2 separate regions of the Zea mays genome follow, and region 1 is linked to region 2. The links are chromatin contacts, called in public Hi-C maps. All regions are on one chromosome and are shown on one strand. The core of a region is the stretch at or near the end of the contact, and the rest is flanking DNA. Distances in the headings are between cores, read along the strand shown. Region 1 holds the start of LOC103626417 (protein PHOSPHATE STARVATION RESPONSE 3). Region 2 holds the start of LOC100384040 (3-phosphoinositide-dependent protein kinase-1).

Region 1 (2,700 bases), core at 47-2,546, 130 kb before region 2:
CTTTTTGTTCAGGTAAGCGGTACTTCTGACCTCTGGTTGACTAACAGGTGGCCATTTGTAACAGTATTTAGATAAAACACCTAGGAAGCCAAAAAGGTCCACATGGCCAAGAAACTCACAGTAAAGATTGGATACGGTTGCTGGATGATAGAAGGGGGCAAAAAAAAGTAAAGGACGAAGAACTCTAAAAATCCAGAGAAAACTGTTGTTGCTGAAGGAGGAAACTTCCACAGACTGTTCATGAGCTGCAGTTAAATTCTCGCTTAATACTAAGCAAGCAAGCAACCACAACCAACCAAATGTGTTTATTTCTTCCGGCAAATGAAACGATGAAAGGGAAATAAAATAAGGGTGGTTTGCAAAAGGCTAGATTCGAGATTCCACAAAGCGTCCCGGAAAATCAACCCATTTTATGAGGTGAGTGCGTGCTGTGCTGTGCTGCGGTGCCCGTCAGCGTCAGTCAGTGAGGCATGCTGCTGTACACGCCCATAGCTCTGCTCAGGTGCCTGCCGTGCCGGTGCTACACTCACAGCTGCAGAAGACAAGTCGGGGAAACCTGGCATGCGGTTGGTGAACAGGCCTCGAGGAGACCTCAAGAAACCAACAGAAAATCAGCAACGTGCAGCACTCGCCAAAAACAGTTGACTGAAACATGCATGGGGGGGACGGGTTCCGAGCAGGAAAGATGGGATAAGTTAAAGACAAACCAAGGATGAGGCTTCTCTTCTCTGCCTGTCGAGGTTGACGTGCCCAGGAAACAAAGATCACTACCGCTAAATCTGGCGCGAGAAACCGTCTGAAGCCGAGGACCCCAAGAGATCGGCGGCGTGCAGTGCCAGTGCTGATAGGAGGAGGAGGAGGAGGAGGAGGAGGAGGAGGCGGAGGATCTTTGTAACCTCGTCTTACCTGGAACTCCACTCCGGCGATGAGACGGGTTGCGGGAGATTCAGAATCTGGAGGCTCCCCGAGTGACTTCTCTCACTCCACCCACCCGTCTCCAGTCTCTCCACTCTTATCCAAGACCAAATCTCTCTCCCTCTCTCTCTCGTCAGGGGCTATAGGTGCCGTGCCTAAATCCTACCTCTCTTCTTGCAGATCATTGGCTCGGTGCGGTGCCCCCTTTCTTGGTGCGCACCATCCATCCCTGGTCTGGTTGGTTGGTTGGCTGGCTGTTTTGCTTCCGGTCGTCGTCTTCTGCGTGGGGGGAGGGAGAGTTAATAATGGGCAGCCTCCCTCCCTCCCTCCCTCGCTGCATTTCCGGTTCCGTTTTCTGATTTGGTTATTTCTCGAGATCTGTCCGCATCTCCTCTCCTCTCTCTCCACCTCTCTCTCTCTCCACCAGCCGAATTTTTTATTTTGCTTTTTTTTACTATGTACTATAAACCCTGAGACTGAAGGCTGACGGCACAACCATTTACGGTAAATTCCCTACAAGCCCATTTTGGGTTTAGTGGCGGTACGCGTCAATGGTGTCAGCAGCCATACTTTGCCCTGTGTTTTTTCTTTTTACTGGGATCAGCATGTTGCCATCTTGAAACGATGTGTGCCTGCCAACTTGCTGTTGGAGTACTAACTAATTGTTCTGCGGCAAACCATGTGCGACGGTCCACAAATTTGGGTGGATTTGCCATAAACTAAGGGTCGTTTGGTGACCATAGGAGGGATCCATAAGGAAGAATTCCTTCACTATTTAGAGCTGGTTTGGCGAAAGGAAAAATTAGGGATCTGTGGAGAGGAATTTTTCAGCTACTTTTGGATCCCTCCAATTCTTTTTCCACCAAATCTGCTCTAAGGACAGATTTAGTGGACAGGAAAATAAAGGAGATATCTTTTCCATGGATTTCTTTTATTTCTCTGTCCTCCAAACGAGTTCTAAGGGCTAATTTGGCTACCAGTGATTACAGGAGAATTGGAGGATATTGAAAAGGAAATTAATTCATTTTCTTCTCAATTTTTTTTCCAATCCATATGATTCTGTTGTCACCAAATTAACCCTAGAGACTGGTTTGGTAGAAATAAATATATCATCTCAATTTCTGTGGTCACTAAACTAGCCCTATTATGATCCCCTCGCAGTACAGTAGCGGAGCGGACGCTAGCGGCCGTTCACGAATCCAGCCAGCGTGCGACTCCTCTATCTATTGGGCGCGAAGCTGGAGCCACCCATGAGGCAGGAATGGATAATTGGCGACATGATTAGCAGTGCAACAGGAACGATGGAAACGCGTGCATAAACAAACTATGGATCCATCTCCTTTCGACGTCAGAGCCTTTTACCGCGCGCCGCCGGGAGAACGGAATATGCGGCGGCATATCGCGAGAGAGCGGCGTATCACGTCGAGGTCACTTCTTGGCTACGGGCGGCTGCTGAGGCGAGGACCGCCGCTGCCAGACCACACTACACATCACTGGGCGTCTGGGGCCACCCGCTGCCCGGAACGACGGGTCGCTTTCCCCGCAAAAGGCAGTGATCGAGTAGCCAGGAGCCGCCGCGGACGCCAAACCAGACGCGATGCCTTGCAGCCGCACGCCCCCGGGCCCGGGGTCCCGGCGCCGAGCGCAGGCCGCAGGCCACAGGCCACAGGCCACAGAGCCAACTAGCCAAGCTCCTTGGCATCCGCCAAGCGTTGTCGCGGCGCGCCGCGTCACGGCCCGCACTGCGACTGCGACCACACCACTAGGCTAGGGGCTGCCTAGCTG
Region 2 (2,793 bases), core at 91-2,590:
TGGTAGCTCTATGAGGAGAAATATAGCAGTCATTGATACAGAAAATTGATGGATACATTTCAGGTAGTACTAAGTATATGGGACTTATGAGTAGCAATTACCCTGTAAGGAAAACTCTAGCAGGCACTGATGGCACTGAACCAAACATCATCTTAAGCTGAGCAAACATCTCAGAGGCCCTGGAATATTTAGCGTAGTGTGTTATGATAAAGACTTAAACACGAGCTCTGCGTATGTTCAGCACAGAGCTACATCATCAGTACGCAGGGATCCGATGCTTTCCATTTGGCAAATCTAGGCACTAATTTCGTCACCAGCAGTTTGTCTCGTTACAGCAGATAGCAATATACCAAATCTGGTTCCGGCAGGATGTATAGGTACAAAAAAAAACAGAAATCGAGAAGGATTTACCTCCTGAGTTCTTTTAGTGCCTGCACAAGCACCATCCCAGCCGATTCAAGCATCTCCAGGAGCTCATCCTGGTCGCTAGCGCTCTCCAAAGAAGCCATGTGTATTTCATCGGCGACGGATAAAGCAGTCAACACCGCCTGGTCAAATGATCCACTGACTAGATAGCTGAAACATGAGGATGGCAACAGGGTAAGGAAACAGCTGACCGCACTTCTTACTTTTCAGATAAAATATGGCCTTGCATATTCAGGTATGCAACGGAAAGCACTGTAAACAATGGCAGGCACTCCGCAACTCCATCGCTCATCAGCAGGCAGGAAAAGTAGGCTATAAAAAATTCGGCAATCATGACAGTCATATCAAATGATGAGAATATGCTTCTGTGGCTTCCACTCCTCTTGCAGTTCCAAACCGGATAAAGCAAGATGATCGGAACAGATTTGTACTCAGGACAACGTAGTTCGATTGCACAACCAGTGCTCGTCAACTAGTAATAGCCAATAAGCAAGGGCAGGGAACAAGCTACCCTAAGTAAAGGACGGGGAAGAAGGGAAGCGGAGAATCTTACTACTCGGCATCGTCGATACGCTTCCAGAGAGGCGATTCCTGGGCAGAGGTCCCCATGGTTCGAGGAGCAGGGCACGGACGGATCTAGTAGAAGGACATGGGTGTACACATGGACACCCAATAATTTTCGCAAATAGTTAGAAAGTTACTAGGCATCGAACAGCCAAATAGCTTGAGGTGGGTGGGGAACTCGGCGTCGCACAGCAGCAGGGAAGAGAAGGGGGTGGGAGGGAATACCTGCTGTCTGGGATCTCTTTGATCGGCGAAGGCCTCGGCACCTGGTGTAGGATGGCGGGCGTGTCTCGATCTGGGCCGAGAAACTGTCGGCGGCGCGAGCCAGGCGGCGGCGGACGAGAGGGATGCGAGGAGGACGGGAACGAGGTCACTGCTGAGCGGTGGGAAAATTCGCTGATGAATGTCATCTTAGGCCCTGTTCGTTTTTATCAAATCCATGGGATTGAGAGGGATTGAATCCCCTACAAGTCAAAATCCCCCTCAATCCACTCCAATCCCCCTCGATCCCCATGGATTAGGGATGAAACGAACAAAGCCTTAGGGTGTTTGGAATTTTGGAATTGAAGTTTTTTCACAGTTTTGGAAGTTATATACAGAATAGTGTTTGACAAGCTGACTAAAATCTCTGTTTTCAAAACTGAAGTATTGCAAATACTATAGTTGTTTTAAGATATTTTAAACTTAAATCTGGACCTCAGTTTTCAAAATTGTGATATTGTAAACTACGGTATTGTCATGACTAAAGTATACTGTAGTATTTAAAAAACTGTGGTTTTTAAAAATTTTATTCCCAAACAAGACCTTAACTTGACCATGTAAAAAAGATCAATCGCTAACAAAACATAGAAAATATCCCTGCTAATACTCTCAGTTTTTTTATTTAACACCAGTAGTACAAACTAAAAGTATTCAAAATACTTATCGCTAGTAGTATAAAGTAAAACATCTTTCCTTTTTTACCCTCTTATACTCCCCGCTCAGATTTGAGAATTACTCCAGATGAGCACGTTTGTGCAGCCAACACCTGCTAGAATTAGGGATAATTTAGTCTGGCTTCGGTTATATTAATTTGTGCTAACTGATCGGAAACGTTAAATAAAAGAAAACGGATGGAGTACAATTCTTCCTGAATTGTAACACCTTGTCTAATGGGTCATGTTTCTTTTTGTTTTTAATCTAAAATTAAATTAAGGAATGACTAGATGATCATTTAACACTGTATAATTTAATACTACCTCTATTGTTAAATATTTATCGTCCGCTAGTTTATTTTTAAACTAAACGACGACAAATAAAAAAATGAAGAGAGTAGTGAATGTCGTGCCCCTGCACATGATATATCAAATTCAATTATGAAATCTTAATTTGGATTTAAGTATTGTGTCTATGTAAGTGTAATTTGAGCAGGAAATGATTAATAAGTGGAAGCATGTATGCATGAGATTTGACTGTGTAATGCTAATGAAATGTAATATGTAGGATTGTAAAAGTGAACATAAATAAGCTTATAGTAAAACACAATAACCAGTTATTAGAGCACTCAAGAGACTCTCTGTATTTTTCTTAATCTATATAAATAGAGTTTTTTAATTTAAAAAACACCCCACAACAACTTATCTAAATAGTTATTCAAATATAGCCATCTCTTATTTGGATTTTCTCGCTAGCCAAATATAGAAAACGTGAATGACTCTTTAAAGTGTAAGCAATATATAGAAAGATTGTTGGAGATTGAAAATATATATAAAGTGATTTTTATTCAAATGACTCATTAAATGAAATTTAGCGAGTAAAATTTAG

Evidence for each region. A called contact is a pair of places that touch in the nucleus more often than the background predicts.
Region 1: a contact with region 2 is called in a Hi-C map of endosperm, with 3 times the contacts expected there. The contact joins the promoter of LOC103626417 here to the promoter of LOC100384040 in region 2. A contact is called at or near these places in 2 of 25 Hi-C or Micro-C datasets (endosperm and leaf).

What each region holds. Positions count from the first base shown.
Region 1 is chr5:59,946,326-59,949,025 of Zm-B73-REFERENCE-NAM-5.0, reverse strand. LOC103626417 (protein PHOSPHATE STARVATION RESPONSE 3) reads right to left here and starts at 1,296. Exons shown (of 7, transcript XM_035959046.1): 1 at 907-1,296.
Region 2 is chr5:59,814,584-59,817,376 of Zm-B73-REFERENCE-NAM-5.0, reverse strand. It overlaps LOC100384040 (3-phosphoinositide-dependent protein kinase-1), which reads right to left and starts at 1,340. Exons shown (of 7, transcript NM_001176648.1): 1 at 1,216-1,340; 2 at 980-1,062; 3 at 412-576; 4 at 102-179; 5 at 1-8. The coding sequence starts at 1,035.